Regions from separate parts of the Sus scrofa genome. Here region 2 is linked to region 1. A link is a contact called in public HiChIP or PLAC-seq data. All regions are on one chromosome and are shown on one strand. The core of a region is the stretch at or near the end of the contact, and the rest is flanking DNA. Distances in the headings are between cores, read along the strand shown.

Region 1 (3,062 bases), core at 249-2,748:
TCCGGGACTGGCCTGAATTCACCACAACAGGTAGGAGGAAAGGAAAACAAAAAACAAATAAACAAACCAGGTCTCTGTGCCTCTTCTAGCAAAGGCAGAGTGAACTCTAGTTAAGTTTGGGAGCTGGATCATTAGCATCTCATTAATGACTCTAATCTCTCACAAGCACAGAGAAGGCACGGAAAATCATTGCCTAAGCCACAAGCTGTAATTGCTGCTGTCCTTCTAAGCAAGGGGGGAAACAGGCCATGCTTTGTGGCTTCTTCAGAACAAAAGCCCCATTCCTTAATGAGATTTCTTAATTTAGGGCAGGAGAAAATTTTTGGGTTATTATTAGGCCACAAATGAAGGCTTGTTTCATTTAACTGCCCCACTTAGCAAAAGAAACTTTGCTTTGGTAATTAAAGAATTATTTTTAAGTGTTAGAGGTTGCTGGATAACCTTGAGTGAAACCTCACATGTGATCAGGCTTTGGTGCCCCCATCTGTAAGTTTAACAAACTGGGGCAAATGTTCCCCAAGGCTTTGTCCAGCTCAAACAGTCTATGGTTTTGTTCATTCCCTTCATAGAGTTCTCTTCAAAATCCACATCTTAATCCTGTCTGTTCTCTCTAACCCTCAAGGTCTTTGGATACTATTGGGGACCACGGTACCTCCTGCTTGCAAAGTATCTCCAACCTGGTTCCCCAGAGGATCCCATCTTTGCACTAAGACAGCAACATCTCCCCTCTGCCACCGTGGGAAAAAAAGATAATCATCTTTCAGCCCCATATGTGGAGTCATCATGAGGTCTTCTCCTGGCTGAGTTAACCACACAAATCATCACCCCAGGAGGAAGTTCATGGGCACTAGAGAGGGGCAGCCCTGCATTAGGAAGGCTTTAAAACCCATACTCATAAAATGTGGTAGGAAAATTCATCTTTGAGGTTTACGACCAACAAAATCTGCGATGTCTCTTTTATGGATACTTTTAATGTTCTCTGCAGAGCAGTGAGCGGCTGACCCTGGAGGAAGTGCCGATTATCTTCCTGAGTGGAAACAAGAGATGGTAACTGTGTGTCCCCAGTCGGTGACCCTGCCCAGGCTGGTAAACCAAACTCCAGGCTCCAAAGGGTAGCTCGTCCTGGAGGCTTCTCAAGACTCCTGGCTTCACACAAAATGAGAAAAATTCAGTTCCACCACTTAGAGTTTGGGGACTTTCCCTGGGACAATTGTCCTGGAAGGGGTGCTAGTGACCCCATTCCAACTGGCTACCCCCATGTGTTCTCTGTCGGCAGTCACCATGGAGACAACATAGGATGCCCTTTGAGGGCTCTTGTACGGCGTTTATTCTCCTGGCTACTGGCTCTTGACCCTAATCAACCCACCCTTCCCAACAATAACCTAAGCACCTCAAGGAGCCTGGATCATGCCTTGGGGAGTCTCATGAGAGGTCCCTATGTGCCCTGGGCCAGCCCTTCCTTTGGCCTCTCTGCTTCTGCCCAGCAGCCTGGCCCTCCCCAGCTTGAGCCTCCTCGGAGAGCTGGTCTCTTTCTGCTGATCCCTAATTGCCCTGTGCAGATACTATCTCTTCCTGTAAGGATTGTTTCTGCACAGTAAACAGAAACCTCCTGGCGGAGATCCAAAAACCAATCATCCTGAAAACTTATCACTGGCTCCTTGGAAGTAAAAGGTCCCGTGTCCTGCCCCAGCCTGTCTCCTCCCAAGCTTCCTGACTTCTCGGTGAACTTGCTGCACTCTCTTTCAAAATACTTCTCGCTCTGTTCAAACTGCAAAGGGCAAAAAGACTTAATGAAGTTCAAGATGACCCACTTCCTCCAAGCATCACTCCATGTTTTCAGTAGTGATAACACTTTGTCTCCCTGTGAAGCCCGCCCGCTCATATTCCCAGAGTCAGCAGACCCTTCCTGCTCCAGGGAGGAATCTTTTGCCGTGGAAGCTAAGCTGGGCTGATGGAAGCCCCAGGTGTCATTGGTCTGTTTCTAACTGAGCCTTTAGGATGGGAACCCTGGCCCATGTGTCATCAAAGGGCTCCCAGGATCCTAGGGAGGTGCTGGTGACACTGGGCTCTGCCAACTGAGACTCAGAACCCAACTGAGACTCAGAAACCAGCTCAGTGACCTCTAGTGACACTATTGGACCCCAGAACTGAGAAGGACCCTAGAAACCACTTAGTGCAGGGGTCAGGGTCGGCTCCTCTTTGCTAAAGATGCCTCACATGGGGACAGGATTTGGGAAGAAGCAAAAATAGGAAAGGAGTTGGAAGGCAGGCTCTCTGAGGCCACATCAACCTAAGCACCTCCCTGGTTAACTGCTGTATGCATTTTAGGCATTCTATATACAGGGCTACCATTTCTGAGCATTTACTGCATGCCGGGAACTCTGCTAAGAGCTCATTATGCCTTATCTCATAATGCCATTTATTCCTACAACCAACCTACGTGGAAGGAATTATTATGAACCCTATCTGTCAGGTGAAGACATTGAGGCTCAGAGCAGCTGTGACTCACCAACATCACAGAGCCTGTACAGAAGGGCACCGGGAATCTCAAGCTGTCATACACTGGACCCCTGCACTTAACCACCAGGCCACAATGCACAAGCTCTTGATTGAAGAAAGACTGTGACTTTGGTAAATAAAAATCAATTTCTCCAGAAAATGTAAATCAAAACCACAGTGAGAGGCCACTTTGTGCCCACTAGGATGGCTATTATCAAAAAACAAGAGTTGTGGAGTTCCCATTGAGGCACAGCGGAAATGAATCCAACTAGTAACCATGAGGTGGCAGGTTTGATCCCTGGGCTCGCTCGGTGGGTTAGGGATCAGGCGCTGCTGTGAGCTGTGGTATAGGTCTCATATGCAGCTCAGATCCTGCATAGGTCAGCAGCTGTTGCTCTGATTAGGTCCCTAGACTGGGAACTTCCATATGCTGTGGGTGCGGCCCTAAAAGCAAAAAAAGTGTTGTGAGAATGTGGAGAATTTGAAACCCTTGTGTTACTGGTAAAAACGTCAAATAGTGGTCACGGTGGAAAACAGAATGGCTGTTCCTCGAAAAAATTATA
Region 2 (3,062 bases), core at 270-2,769, 300 kb before region 1:
GAGGGGGAATCAAAAAGGCTCTCTTACCAACCCAGGGTTCCTCTGAAGGGGCTTAGTCACTGCCAGCCCCTCTCCAAGCCCCTCTGGGGCCTGGCTCTGTATGGATGGCCCTGAGGCCACAGCTGATCGACCCCTCCCATTCATTCACCAGAGTCTTCCAGGGAGGACATTCTGCATAGCTTCTCACACAGGATACTTTCCCCCCACTCAGACCCCAAGAACACTTTCATAAACCAGCTGATCATTTCTGGGAACCTACATTCCCTGATTTCAGCATTGTTGCAATTAGTGCAAGAAAAAGAAAATTTAGGTAATTATCTAATTCCGGTAAAACTTAATGGGGCCCTTCCCACCCCGGGCTAATGGTTGGTGCAAAATGTAATCTGAGTTAAACTGACTAAGGCTGGAGAAAGATAAAATATTAGGCACAGAGAGAGGGGAGCATTACTCCTCATGGGAGCCATATTTTCTAGCAGACCTTTAGATCGAAATGAGGCTCGCGAGGTTGGGGGTTGGGGGGGTGGTATTGATTTTGCCAGGAGAGAGCAAGAGCTGGGAAGGTGAAGTCCAGCTCAGAATTAACACCGCGAAGGCCCCATGGCCCAGTGGACAAGTCTTTCATTGTGGGTGGCGCAGCCACTCCAGCAGGAGCCAGTGTTCTACCACCGCTGCAAGACGACCTCAGGCAACTCAGGGAGCTTCTCTGGACCCAGTCTCCTTGGGTCTAACAATGGAAACGAAGAAGACCTCCTGGAGGAGATGGTTTTCCCCAGGCCAGCACCTCGCCCACTAATTGCAATCAGAATCTCCGCCGAAGTTGACCAGTCTTGGATATGTCTTCTCCTCTCCCCTTCCCCCACTACTCCTTCTAATTCGTCAACTGCTGAAACATCTGTCTGGCTGAAACCACCTCCTTGTCCCGTGCTGGGGGCTGTCCCCAGGTGTTGGTCTTTGTATCGCGAAAACTTTGCGAGAAAGCGAGGGCACTGGACAAAGAGCGGGCGAGGGAGGGCGTTTGCCAGCCGGCAGGGTACGCCGGGCTTTGCGCGCTCTTCCCCGGGCTCAGCTTGGTACACGGACGCACGCGGTGCCCAGAGCCCAGCCTCCCTAGGCGGGGAGTGGCCGGCTCCGGCCACATCCCAGCGCCCTCCGAACCAGGCGGGAGAAGCAAAGGCGGGCGGCTGGACATTAGAGTTGACTGGGGTGGGAGGAGGCGAGCAGAGGCGCGGAGCGAAGCTGTCAAACTGAGAGCGGAGCCCCGCGCGGGGCGGGGGGAAGGGAGGGGAGGGGAGAAGGGAAGAGGGGCGGGCGGGAGCTGAGAGGGAGCTAGCTGGCTTGCCGCGCCTGAGCAACCCTTGTCTGCCGTTGTCGCCGCCGCCGCTGGCCCGGACTCGCCCGGAGCTCAGGGTGTCTGCCCCGCTGCGCGCCGCGCGCGGAGGCTCAGGCGCCTGCAGCTGCGCCCTCCAGCCCCAGCTCCTCGCGCCGGCCCGCGCGGGTCCCGGTGGGCGCGAACCCACCATGCAGCTGCAGTTCCGGAGCTGGATGCTGGCTGCGCTCACGCTGCTTGTGGTCTTCCTCATCTTCGCAGACATCTCGGAGATCGAAGAAGAAATCGGGTAAATAACTGAGCCCGGGCCGGTGCAGAGCCCTGGCGGGATCTCTCCCCGCCCTGGTACTCCGCATCTTCCCCGAACACCCTCTTTGTGTGTGCCGCGCCCCCCTGTCGCTCTTCTGGAGAGGTGGGGGACGATTTCGACCGGGTGGTGGTACCGGGGGCCGGGGACTGTTTGCGGAGCGGAGGGCGGGGGCGCGGCTGCTGTGGGGAGTCCCCGGGCGGGGAGCACTGGCAGCCTCCAGCTGGCCTGCACAGGGGAGCAGACTCGCCCACCTCCCCCAACCCCTTCCCCAGTGTGTCCGCGCGTGTTGTCTCCGGGGTCGAGGGAGGGCGCCGGGGAGTGTCTGGGGCGGGTGGAGGGGCCGAGAGTGGAGGAGGCAGGAGTTTCTTTGTCTCCAGCTCGGCCGCTTTCTCGCCTTGGCAAAGTGGGCAGGGGGCGCGCGGGGATCTCTGCTCTGGGGGAGGGGATCCCTGGGCCAAGGCGGAGGGCGGGGGCTCTTTATGGGCTCCTGGGAAGGAGCGTGTCCCCAGTATACAAAGATACGCACACGCGCCTCGCGCTGCCCAGGAGCCCAGCGTTGGGGCGCCGACTGGCACCGCTAAAGGCGGAGTGCTCAGGAGTGAGCTGAGCTCCCTTCCCCACCCTCGCCTGGCTTTGGACGCTCAGCTAACCTCCTGGTGCTCCCGGGTTCCTGTGCGCTCTCAGCGCACAGATCGAGACCTTTAGGGGAAAGTCTGTATCTCCGCCCGCTAATCCTGAGGGGCGGGGGGCGCCCAGGCACGCGTGATATCGCTCTCCCTTTTCTCCCGATCTCTCCAGGGGCGGGACCGCGAGCCCCTGCCCCGGCGTAGGACTTCCAGGCGTCCCACTTACCGCGCGGGACGCAACCGCTGTGGGTCGCGGAGGCTGAGACTCGCGCCCCGCCCCACAGCCTCTCGCACCCCAAGCCGGGGCTGGCCCCTTACTGCTTCCGCGCTACCACCAGCCTCCAACCGGCGGTGGGCAGGTGGGGAGGCAGCTAGGGTTCTGAGAGATCCTTTGGAGAGCCTCCTGGCCCTGGGCAAAGAGAAAGTGAGGTCGTAGAGTGGGCAGAAAGTCCCTCCGTCGTGGCGCTAGTGCTGAGCCAGGCACCCTCCGCTAGTCCCAAGCCGCGTGCGCCCCTCCTTTGTCCCATTTGTTATTTCATTCACTTATCAGCCTTAGTTGAGGGCCCGCTGAGCTGACAGGTCTCTCATAAGGGAAATGCCAGTCCTGGACCAGGATGCCAAGGCCTTCAGGACTCAAACCTGGGGCAGGGGCCTCTTCTCGCTCTCCTTTTCTCCCTGCTCCTTCCCATCTTGGCAGCCCCAGAATTCCTTCTGTGAACTCCACAGCTCTTAAAGAACCCTCCTCCTCAACCTCGGTTTCCCCACGAGCTCAGAAAACTTTTAACAAACACTGTTCAGT

Evidence for each region. HiChIP or PLAC-seq counts read pairs in DNA pulled down with a chosen protein or histone mark.
Region 2: a contact with region 1 is called in an H3K27ac HiChIP or PLAC-seq map of skeletal muscle, with 6 times the contacts expected there. The contact joins the promoter of ST8SIA2 here to the enhancer-like site in region 1. A contact is called at or near these places in 16 of 47 Hi-C or Micro-C datasets (alveolar macrophages, brain, embryonic fibroblasts and 10 more) and 1 of 2 datasets of contacts at active chromatin or transcription factors (skeletal muscle).

Annotation. Positions count from the first base shown.
Region 1 is chr7:86,216,342-86,219,403 of Sscrofa11.1, reverse strand. The region is part of intron 1 of FAM174B (membrane protein FAM174B); the gene reads right to left. Among named protein-coding and RNA genes, the nearest start is that of FAM174B, 36 kb to the right of the region's middle. Within about 2 kb of position 1,498, at least 9 of the 83 cell types and tissues checked have an H3K27ac peak or open chromatin away from gene starts, as enhancers often do. A contact at or near this core is called in omental adipose tissue, retroperitoneal adipose tissue and skeletal muscle, where this site is marked.
Region 2 is chr7:86,512,689-86,515,750 of Sscrofa11.1, reverse strand. ST8SIA2 (ST8 alpha-N-acetyl-neuraminide alpha-2,8-sialyltransferase 2) reads left to right here and starts at 1,519. Exons shown (of 6, transcript NM_001315676.1): 1 at 1,519-1,616. The coding sequence starts at 1,519.